Regions from separate parts of the Anas platyrhynchos genome. Here all the other regions are linked to region 1. The links are chromatin contacts, called in public Hi-C maps. All regions are on one chromosome and are shown on one strand. The core of a region is the stretch at or near the end of the contact, and the rest is flanking DNA. Distances in the headings are between cores, read along the strand shown. Region 1 overlaps ADAMTSL3 (ADAMTS like 3). Region 2 holds the start of SH3GL3 (SH3 domain containing GRB2 like 3, endophilin A3). Region 3 holds the start of ADAMTSL3 (ADAMTS like 3).

Region 1 (3,665 bases), core at 490-2,989:
AAGGGGGAGCGGATAGAAGGCAGGATATAGCATGGCCCTCAGGTGGCAGATGGCTAGCAATGAAGAGTGAAGCAGACCTTAGTGTGATGCATGGCATGCATGCTCTTAGGGGTTCTTGGTTCTCATCTGCGGCTCAGATGAGTTCCTTCATTTTCGTTGTCTCGTGACAATGCTGGGGCTTTTTATACTTCATCTTTTACCTTGGGACTAGTAATTGAAGCAGTTTTCTACTTAATATTGGACCTATTAAGTCAGAACATTCCTGACTCTGAGAAAAAGGAAATAACACCCATCTACCCCTGAGGTCACCAGGACCTGACGCCCAGCTAAAGCTGCACAGGACCATTAGAGGTCATAGACTCAGATGGATTTGTACCAGGTGATAATGAGGTCCAATGGCTCCAGTACAATCTAATCATTAAGTGAGATTTACCTCGTAGAAAAAACTCTCCCAAACAGTCCATTACCTCAGCAGCTGCAAGACTGGATGATACTAAGGATCTAGAAACACTTATGTGGCCTTATATATTTATATGACTTTATATATTTATATGGCCTGCCATCCACAGCTCTGAACTTTGTTTCACTCCTAATCTTGCTCACCAGTCACCAGTAAAAATATACACACCCTTTAGTGTTGAACTGCTAATGAGAGTTAGTGGTCTTTCTTTCTTTCTTTTTTTTTTAAAAAAAGAAGAAATGGATGAGACTTGTTAACATATTTATAAGTGTGCACTGGATTTAATTCCATGTTGGAATAACTAGTGTAAACAGAGCACAGCCTGAAGTATTTTAATTTGTGTGTTTAAAGTTACACTTACTGTGTCTGTAAGTTGGATTTTGGAAATCGAAGATTTAATATTGGAACATTTCCCTAAAAATAAATATTTGGGGCCCAATAACTTATTAAAAACAGGACACTAGTTTAATAATTTTAGTAAACTAAGTGCCTAAAGCAATTTATTTGTTGTACTATGTGAAATGGTTGAGGGAACCATGTATCTGGATAACAAAAACTGATATAAAAGCTGAGTAATTATGAAACCATGATATCCCCACTGGTCTGAACTCATTACCCAAAACATTGAAAATAACCATTTTGTTTTATAAGCATAAGAATGCACTCTAGGGTGTAGTTCATATAGTGTACACACTTATTGAATGCTTGAAACATTTAGCTTTTCACCTATTTCTTCACAGCATATTTGAAGCATATGTATATTAAGAAGCATGCAGTTTTTCAAATATCGTTTGTGTGCCATCAATGTGGTTGTCATTTTATTTCTGTACCTACCAAGTGGAATAGTAGTAATGATTTCAAATTCAGGCAATTGAGGAGCATTTTTATTTGTGTCCATTTTCTGGCTCATCAACTCATTCTGCAGGCTCAGTGTTTTTCTGTCAAATACCAAAAGGCTGGGTCACCAAATACGATTGAATTGTTTTCTAGCACCAGTGTAGAGTGTTTCCCGACTCTTCCCAGCTGGCCAGTTTCATTGTGCATGGAATGAGCTCAGGGGGTGCATGCCCTTGCTCCCCTCCTAGATTGCTTTGTTTCTCACCTACCTAGTGCTTTTTCAGTCAGATTAGTTCTCCTGATCAAAGCAGGGCACAGTACTTGCCAGCAGTGAGTCAACACAGTGGTATCTGAAACATTGCAGTCATTCTGCTGTTGCCTCCTGTGTGCCTACCCGGCCACTTCTGGGAAAGCCTGCTTGTGGTGGTAGCATTTAAGCAGCACCCTGGAAACCTTTCTACATCCAGCTGTCTGCAGTAGGATGCAGGAGGAGCTTTGTAATACCCAGTGTCTCTGTACCCTGTCTGCATGAAGCTTTATGCAGTATTGTCTGCTTTTGTCAATTCATCTGATGACTGTGTTTGGCCTCTCCAAGTTTTGACTTTTCTCTTTCCTCACTTCCCTCTCTTCATTCTTGGCATAGCGCTGTGAACACCTCATCTTTCAACCTGAAGAAATTACCCTCAGTCAGTGATTACAGGGTGGCTCTGCTTGTTACATGTACTGTGTCTTCATTGACTGCTTCTTTCACCTCCTATGTCGCTGTTTGGCTTCAGTCAGGCAGACAACAAGCAAGGCCAGCCAACAATTTAAATAACAGTCAAGGGGAGTCTTGCTTTTCAGATGGATTTTGTTTTATTTAGGTCGTTCCACACTTGACAGTTCTCTAATGTAGGGAAAGTAATAATGTGTTCAAATTTTTGATTCACTTTTTCCATTCCCTTCATGCCTAGCCTTTCTGAGGCAGCAATAGGAAACATAACCATAATAGGATTATGTATATAATATAAAATAATATATAATATATCTCAGTATACATTTAGGTATGTGTGCACCATCTATGTCCTTCATATAAGTATACATAGTCGGTATCTTCTCATTGTTGGGAGTTTTGGGGAAGAAGTAATAGAATTCTTGGCTGGAGCAGGGGAATGTTATGGTTTCATGTTGTTCATTTTCTTGCATTTTTGTGACTTAGATAAAAGCTCAACATTTTGCAATCTGACTTGAACAAAGTCAGGAAAAATTCCGTCAAGCATTCTGTGAAAAGCAGATTTTGTAAGCATGAGTGCCAATGATTAGATACTTTTCAACACTTAGTTTTCTTTCAGAGATTAAACCAAAGCTTCCAGAAAAGTATTCTGCTCATGGACCTCAGATTCTCAGTATACACCGAGTCTATATTCAGACCAGACAAGAGAAGCGCATCAATTTTACCATAGGAAGCCGAGCATACTTACTTCCAAAAACATCTGTTGTAATTAAGTGCCCTGTACGAAGATTCCAGAAATCACTTATCCGATGGGAGAAAGATGGACAACATTTACAAAACTCTAAAAGACTTGGCATCACCAAGTCAGGGTCACTGAAAATACATTGTCTTGAAGCAACTGATATCGGTGTGTACCGGTGTATTGCAGGCTCTGTGCACGAAACATTTGTACTCAAACTCATTGGTACTGATAACAGACTGATAGAACCACCAAATCTTAGAAAACATGCCAGTGAAACTGCTAATGTAGATCACAACGAGGCCAACAGCTTTGGTGCCAAATGGCATAAAATGAGCAAAATGTGGCAAATGTGGAGTAAGAAGAATGAGCTCTATCTGGGTGACAGGCAAGTAAATGATCAACCATTTCTGAGAAATCTTGAAACCTTTGGGAGTAATTCAGCAGAAGAATTTAGCTCTCGAGAATTCAAGAATAAACGAGTGGAGGCAGCAGTTCTCCAAGGTGCCTACAGCATGGATACCGTGCAGTTTGAAGAACTAATAAGCAACATGAGTCAGCTCATTGAAACTGGAGAAGTCAATGATGACTTGGCATCCCAGGTCATTTATCAATTAATTGCTGAATTATCTAGGCTTCCACAACCAACCACTGAAAAATGGAAGGGGGCCCAGGATGAGAAATTTGCCTCAAAATTCACAGGCAAATCACCAAACAAATCTGAACATTTTAGCACAAAAGCTGTTGATAAATTAATGTTGGACCAGAAGGTTCCAGTTATTATGAGGCAAAGGGAAATTCCTGGAGTTTCCTTTAACAAAACAGTAACTGTACGAATTGGAAATACAGTTTTTCTGACCAAAAATACTCATGCTGTCAATCTACTGTGTGAAACAGCTGGTATTAGTGAAGTGAAA
Region 2 (3,665 bases), core at 508-3,007, 250 kb before region 1:
TAAGGTGATACAGACCTGCTGAACAACCGATGAGGGAGGTAGCTAAGTACCTAGAGGGGTATGGGAGGAAAAATCAAGTTATTATTTGAATAAACATGTTTAAAATAATGAAATATATCAAAGGTATGTGCAAGAATCCAGAATGCCAGCTCTGGGATTTGATCACAGATAACTTCCAAAAGACGGTACTCTGGAATTTGTCATCAGAATCCTTTGAGACAAAAATTTATAGCTTCTAAGTGGCATGAAGTATTTTCTTCTTAGGTGAAGGAAATAAGTGGTATATTATCTTATATTCTTGAAGTAGGTTTTAGTGTAAAAAAAGATCTGTATACAGCATTAAGTTAACCTCACAACTAATTTTCCCCACATCTGTTTTGCATAGTGGTTTTAATTTAAGGATTTCCCCACCACCCCCTTTTCTCCTGAAGCAGGTAGTGGAAGATCACTGCCATCTACAGATTGGAGATAGTATCACTAACACTGGATGGGTGTTGGAACAGTTTATACCTCATTTCTCTCTCTTTGCCTTGACCACTTCTCTCCTCAACCCCTTCTTACCTTAAAAAACCAACAAACTCCTCCAGCACACGCTGTTGCACCCTGATGGTAATCACTCTGGTTAAAGGAAAGGTATAATACTTTAAGAATCTTAGCAGCCCTGTAAAGTTTTAGGTCAAATTTAAAGGAGTTGAAGGAAAAAAAAAAAAAAAGAAAAAAGAAAAAAAGAGTGAAATTCACAAATGTGCTTCCCATTACCCAGTATATATGTCAAAATTTAGTATACATGTCAAAATTATAAATGGCTTCTAACAGATTTCTCAGATAGTAGCTGAGAAAAATAACAAACTCTGTAGACACTTGTATAACAGGACTGAGTAAGTGGGTACCTATTTTCCACAGATAGGGTGGAATGGGTCACACCTGGGTCATATTTGCAGGCTGACCTATCAGGAAGAACGTGCAAGTATGGTGCTGTAAGAAGAGCAGAGCTATAGTTTAAGATGGATTTAATCCACAGCTTTTATTTTCTTCCTCCCAAGAAGACTGTAAATATATATACATTAAAGCTTCATGCTAATTTTGTTTATTACAGAGCCACACATCTGCAGCATATAGAAACCCAATACATTTAACATAACTTTAAAAAGGAAAAAAAAAAATAATAGAATCCATCATTTTTCCCTTGTGTTTTCCCCCATATTGAGTTAGAAATTTTTAATTGTAAGGAAATATTTTAGCAAACATGTCAGCCAAATTTTTTCTGTGAGTGCATCAGTTACTAACATATAATAGCTGATGCTATTTTTTAATCTCTTCCAATGTATGTTACTGAATCCTTGACATTACTTCATATCTGACATTAAAAAATATTAGAATCACATATTAGGCAAATTAAAAGTGGTTTAGTGTCTACATTAAGGTTAAATGATTAGTCACTTTGCATACAATCTCTGCCACGTTATGCTTGACACAGTAAAGAAATCATTAAGCGGAACCAAAAAGGAGCCTAAGAAGAGATGACTGATTACCTGCGGATGTATCTAAGTGCAGGATTGGGACCACTGAAATTATTTTTAACTATGACTTGAAAATTTGAGTCTGAAAGAGCTTGCAGAGCTAGAACAGCTAGGTTAAAAAATGTTATGAGTTAAATGCAGTAGATGTAAAGCAATCTGTTACTGCAGGGGATTTCAGCTACTGTCTGCCCAAATATTCATCTTCATGCATCGGAGAAATGCTTCTTATTTGCTTCCCCAGGTGAGAGAAATTCCCTGGCTTGTTTCCCCTGCTGTCTGTATATCATCCTAGCAGCCGGAGAACCAGTTTGCTTTGATTTGGGAGTCCATTACACCATGATAATATGATTGCTTCAAGGAACATGTTCTGGTACGTATAACATGCTTTTACCTGTACTAGCAACACTAAACAACTGTAAGTCTATTGCTGGAGAAGTTCAAGCAATAAAAGCAATAGCTACTCTTGTCTGATCACGGGGAATGAGAAGTCTCTGAAAACTTTTACCATCTTCATGTACAGCTCATTGTGGGAGCAGCTCTTCTTAGTTTCCTCTTTAAAATCCCATTTCCACTGAATTTGTAGGAGAATATACGTGCCTAGCTTTGTTAAAACCCTTTGAAAATTCAAAGATCAGTACACAAGAGCAACTTTCATAAAGTACAGGCTGAAACTTTGGGCCCCATTGAAGTCAGTGGCAAAAGTTCTGTCAGCTTCAGTGAGGTCAGGATTTCATTCGTGGTATTGATTCAGCTGCTACCTTGAAATACGACAGTTTCCAGGTTGTTTCTACAGAAAGTCAATGTCAAGTGTGTTTATTTTTTAAACTACGTAATTTCTTTACAAAAGTAAATATCTGAGTTCCTTTAAATTTCAACGAGCAAGCAAGGAAGTCTGTCAGGAGTCATGTCCGTATTTCACACGTTTTTAACATCTATTTAACTCAAACGGTTATCTGCTAACTACTGGGTGAAAGTCTTTTTTTCCCCTCTTCCTGTCAAAGGGCACTTCTGTGCAAGACCAGAAGGTGGCATTCATGGTTAACAGTTAAAGGAATTAGTATCTGCTATTTCTTCTTTGATTGTGAAGGGGGAGAAATAGGTTTCTTAGTATAGTGGCAGTTACTCAATTAACTATGATGCTTAAATTAACACAATACATTTGATTTATGTATTCTTTGTAATACAAGGAGTGGTAGAGTTATCCAGTAGTAGACATTAATCTTCATGATGAGACAGCAGGGACCTGGCAAGTTGTATTCATCTTCCTGTAAGATATTTGACAGTAAAAGTCCTCATCTTCAGCTATGTCATTTTTTTCCTCCAAATAAGCCACTTTCCAGCAATTCTTTGACCACTATATTACCCATTGTTATCTGAACAGTTAGGAAATTTGAGAAAAAAATTGAATTTTATCCAGTCAATGAATCTTAATCAGATTTTTCAAAGTCTGATCATTCCCATTTGTGATCCAGTCGGTCTATGGAGTATTGCCATATTTAACATCTGTGACACATCATGCCTTTCCTGTTGCCTCATTGATCAACAGACAACATGTGATGATTCCCAGATGTTCAAACATGGCAGATCCCAAAAGACCTATTAAATTACACTGAAAGCAAAACAACATCCATGCTGTAAAAGTTTTGTTAAAACTAGGTATGTCTGAATATTCACGAGCTCACTACAAGATATTTACTGATATTCAGATTGCTTTTAAACATCAGTCAAATTCTTTGAAATGCCCACAATGAGTATTTTGTAAGGGTTCAGCGTAACAGGAGTTGATACAACTTTCTGTCCTGTAATATGAAGTTAAAATAGAATTGAGAAGAGATTTATATGTGGAGAAGGGAAATGACTGGATTTTATTTTTCATTTTTTACTGTTTTCTCCCTTTTTAAGATGTATGGTACAAATATGCATTATTCAGATTTTTATTTTACCTTTTTCCTTTTTTTTTTTTTTTTTTTTTTTAATGATAATGTGTTTTTACCTGGTAAAGCTGAATAAATCATTATCAAAGAAGCTTGTGTATTGCATTCTCTAGGCAAGGTATCATGTGTTGTTGTTCTGTGCATCCTTTTTCCACTGAAAAGGTTTGTTCTCTTCATTATTAAGATCACGATTTTTTAAGATGATATTTAA
Region 3 (3,665 bases), core at 574-3,073, 160 kb before region 1:
GTTTATAATCCGTACAGATTATAGACAGAGTGATCAGAAGGGAACTTAAATGTCTCCTTAGAAATGGTGATTTCTTTTATGCTTGAATGGTCAATTAGTTTTTGTAAGATTCCTGACAAACTTTTCCAGGGATGGAAGATAGGCTTCTAGACCCTGTAAGTTTGTGGCCTTTAAGTTTAGGACGTGCATTGCAGGAGTCTGCTGTGGAACTGCAAGTGCTGTGAACTTTGAAGTGGTTTTGTCAAACACATCTTGCCTGGACCTCTGACTTTCATTCGGCATTTGCTTGGCTCAGCAGAAGGGATAATGGAGATCTTCAGGAGTCAAAATCTCAAAGCTTTCATGCTCACTGGAAGCTTAGTGAGAACAGTAAAGTGACAGGGGTGTGGGATGAGGCCGAGGTGAAGAAATTAAAGAAACTGCATAAAGGAGGGGACAAATCAGCTGTAGATGAAAATGCCTGGTTAAAAGCTGTCAAAACTGTGTAATTTGACAGTAGCAGGCTTACGATAAAAAGATGTTAGTTCTTGGGTGCTCATTTTCCTCACAAAAGGGAAGATTTCTGTGTAATAAAAGCAAAATAAAACCATGAATGATGAGGGAGAATGGGATTAACTCTGCTGTCACTGCTGTAGTTTGGGTGAGACATGTTGCCGATTGCTGTTTTACTAGGTAGGGTAACACAAGGTGCCTGCATTATTTATTACAATGCTTTTTGAAAATATCCTGGGGGATAATGCCTGCAGGTGTTTACCTCTGTTTTCATACATGCCCTGTGAATTCAGACATGGAGCCTATAACCTAAGCTCAAGGTCATGCAAGGAATTAGTGTGTAGGATACATCAGTAGGCTTGCTTAAGTCAGTGAATCTGTCCTAAGAGTTGTCTAACATAGTCTGCTTCCTACTGCACCACTTTTCTCTTCTGTAATTCACTGCAGAGGGTGAACAAGTGTTTCTAAGACCCGCATATGTAATGCTTGAGTATCTTTTGTGTTGAAGGATACACACAGAACTGATGTGAAGGATGAGCAGGAGCAACCTTCTGAGAAGGTCTCGGAGTAAGCTCTTGGTTTGTGTTTCTTTGTTGTTGTTTTTCCCTAGTAGGCTTGAGAAAGTAAAGAACACAAAGATGAATGGCACTGAAAGAAAAACAAAGAAATGCCAGTCAGCCTTCAAATCTGGAAAATGCTATTAAAATCTCAGGACTGAACTTTTCAATGTAATCTGTGGCTAACACAAGTGCTAGAAATACAGTGGTTTGTTTGTTTGTTTGTTTGTGTAAATACCCACCTGGTCAGCAAATTAATGGCCCATTCTGTAGCTTTTATATCAGGGATCCAAAGGACTCCCTCAATTGTTGAGGGCTAAGTAATCCTAAATGCAGTGTGATTCTGAATAAGGCTTGTGCAAACTGTGCCTGCCTCACTAGATGGCAGGTCTCATTCTGTAGCAGTTTCATTCTGTAGTTGTGAACAAGTTTCTTTCTATCTTTGTTCTTGCAGTACTACTGGCCGTAGTTTTGAGATGAGAAACTTGGCTTTCTGCATCAGGAGATCTAATGGCTAAATTCTGCCTAAATCGTTTGTGATCAGGTCGGATACATGTGCTGTCTGCACCAGGATATCTTTCTCTCTCACTTTTTTTTTTTTTTTTTTTTTTAAGATAACAAATGGCATGGGTATAATTGAAGTCATAATTCAAGGACCGTGCGGTTGATTAAGTAACTAACAGCTGAAATGGATCCCTCTGGTTGCTTTTGGCATCTCCCCTTTGGCTGCTTTCCTCCCAGCCTAGTTTCAGCAGAGGGCACTCTGTTCCTAACGATGGAGGAGGCGCCTTCCCTCGCTAGTGAGAAACCTAAACACATTGGAAAAGTTTCCAGTGCAACATATTTGAACAAACTCTTCATCGGTTATGTTTAGTTCACTGGAGCGTATTTTTAACTTCGGTGGCAGGGATAACAGCCCTTTTTCTGTGCGTTGCTCTTAGCAGGCTCGACGGAAGCTTGGGACATCAGTGGGAGCCGTAGCGAAAGGTAGAGGATTTTACGGAGGTACTGCCCAGCAGCTGAGAGGGAGACCGCGAGCAGAGCTGTCGGACGAGGCGTGCTTGTCAGATTTACAGTAGGAAACCTAAAAATATCGCAGAGGGCAGCGTGATTAAAGACCTCCTCGGTGTGCGAGCAGATTTGCAGCTGGACTGCGAGAGCAGCTTGGAGATGAGACACGGGATGCTTGCGGTTTTGGAAGCCGCTCCGCGGCAGGCTTGGGGGGCTGCCTTCACGGTAGCTTTCGCCCCTCGGGGGGAAGACGAACGGCTCGGCCCCGGGCTCTCGGCTGCCGGCTCCGGAGCCCCGCCAGCCCTCGGCAGCCGGCGGGGAGCCGGGCCCCTCTGGCCGGGCGCCCGCTCGCTCTGCCCGGGGGCAGCGGGGGGGAGCGGAGCCGCGGCGGCGCTGGGGGCGCCGGGCAGGGCCATGGCCCCGCACCGCAGGTGGAGGCGCCCGGGAGCCTCCGACCGGGGCCGGGCTGGGAAGGGGGGGACCGGGGAGAGGGAAAGGGAGGGAGGGGGGTCCAGGCCGGCTGCCAGCAGCCTGTAGGACCTTGGCTAACGGGCGGCGGTGGGCTGGAGCCTGCCGCGAGGGAGGGGCTCTCCGTGATGCAGGATGCTGGATCGCCGGTGCCGTGACGGGCCAGGCTCTCCGTGCCCTGCGGGAGGGAAGGAGGCGCCGGCGGAGCCCGAGCTGCTCCCTGCCTCCCCTCCGGCCCCGCTGAGCCGAGCCGGGCTCCGCACCAGGTGGGTGAGAGCCGCGGGGTGCCGGGCTGGGCCATGGCTGCAGCCGCAGCCTCCCGGGGCTCTCCGGGCAGCTGCCCCCAGCCCGGGCGGGCAGCAGCGCCCTGCAGGGCGCAGACCGGCCTGGAGGGGCTCCGTGCCGAGCCCCGGGGAAAGCGGAACCGCTCGCCCGCTGGGTGAGCCCAGGCACGGCACCTGCCGATAGCAGAAGCTGCTGGATCCCGGCAGCGCCTGGCGAGGGGATCAGCCTTCCTTCTTAGCTGGCACAGCAGCCTGGGACTTGTGAATGACCGGAGCATCCAGGAGCGCTAAGGGCTGAGGGTGGGTGGGGAGAGGGTGTGTTCCTTTCCCCCTTTTTTTTTAATTTTTATTTATTTATTTTATTTATTTATTTATTTTTTAAGAAGGAAGTGATTAAACACTCCTGTAAGGAGACTCAATTACGTTTAGTTGACAGGTGCGAGAGCTGGTTTTCATTTGGGACACTTGATCTTTTAGAAGAGAGGTTTTCTTTTTGGTTTTGAAGGCAAGATTTCCCCACGCTGTGCGTCCTCCCAAAATATTGGGGTGGAGGGTAGGAGGAGGGGAGGGCGGGCAGGCTGCTGGTGTGTGCGTGTGCATGTGTGTGTTAGGGGTGTGCGGAACTTGTACTACTTTATAAGATCACTATGGTAACGAATAGCTGAGGCAACAAGATGTATTGATACCAGGAGTTAACAGAATTAGCAGTGTTATTAAACGGTTTATCCTGCTGGCAGTTTTAAACTGTTTTTTTTTTTTTTTTTTTTTTTTAGTAAAAGTGACCGGCCATTTAGTGTTGGCCCTGTAACTGATGAGGATCACTAAACTGAAGGACTTTTTCCCTCTGCCCTGA

Evidence for each region. A called contact is a pair of places that touch in the nucleus more often than the background predicts.
Region 2: a Hi-C map of liver shows a contact between it and region 1, with 2.3 times the contacts expected there. The contact joins the promoter of SH3GL3 here to the enhancer-like site in region 1. A contact is called at or near these places in 2 of 8 Hi-C or Micro-C datasets (liver and subcutaneous adipose tissue).
Region 3: a Hi-C map of liver shows a contact between it and region 1, with 1.9 times the contacts expected there. The contact joins the promoter of ADAMTSL3 here to the enhancer-like site in region 1. A contact is called at or near these places in 2 of 8 Hi-C or Micro-C datasets (liver and subcutaneous adipose tissue).

Annotation. Positions count from the first base shown.
Region 1 is chr11:15,622,917-15,626,581 of IASCAAS_PekinDuck_T2T, forward strand. It overlaps ADAMTSL3 (ADAMTS like 3), which reads left to right. Exons shown (of 31, transcript XM_027466441.3): 21 at 2,629-3,665. Among named protein-coding and RNA genes, the nearest start is that of EFL1, 39 kb to the right of the region's middle. Within about 2 kb of position 1,740, at least 2 of the 8 cell types and tissues checked have an H3K27ac peak or open chromatin away from gene starts, as enhancers often do.
Region 2 is chr11:15,375,801-15,379,465 of IASCAAS_PekinDuck_T2T, forward strand. SH3GL3 (SH3 domain containing GRB2 like 3, endophilin A3) reads left to right here and starts at 1,758. Exons shown (of 10, transcript XM_072043449.1): 1 at 1,758-1,890.
Region 3 is chr11:15,462,129-15,465,793 of IASCAAS_PekinDuck_T2T, forward strand. It overlaps ADAMTSL3 (ADAMTS like 3), which reads left to right and starts at 1,824. Exons shown (of 31, transcript XM_027466441.3): 1 at 1,824-2,036.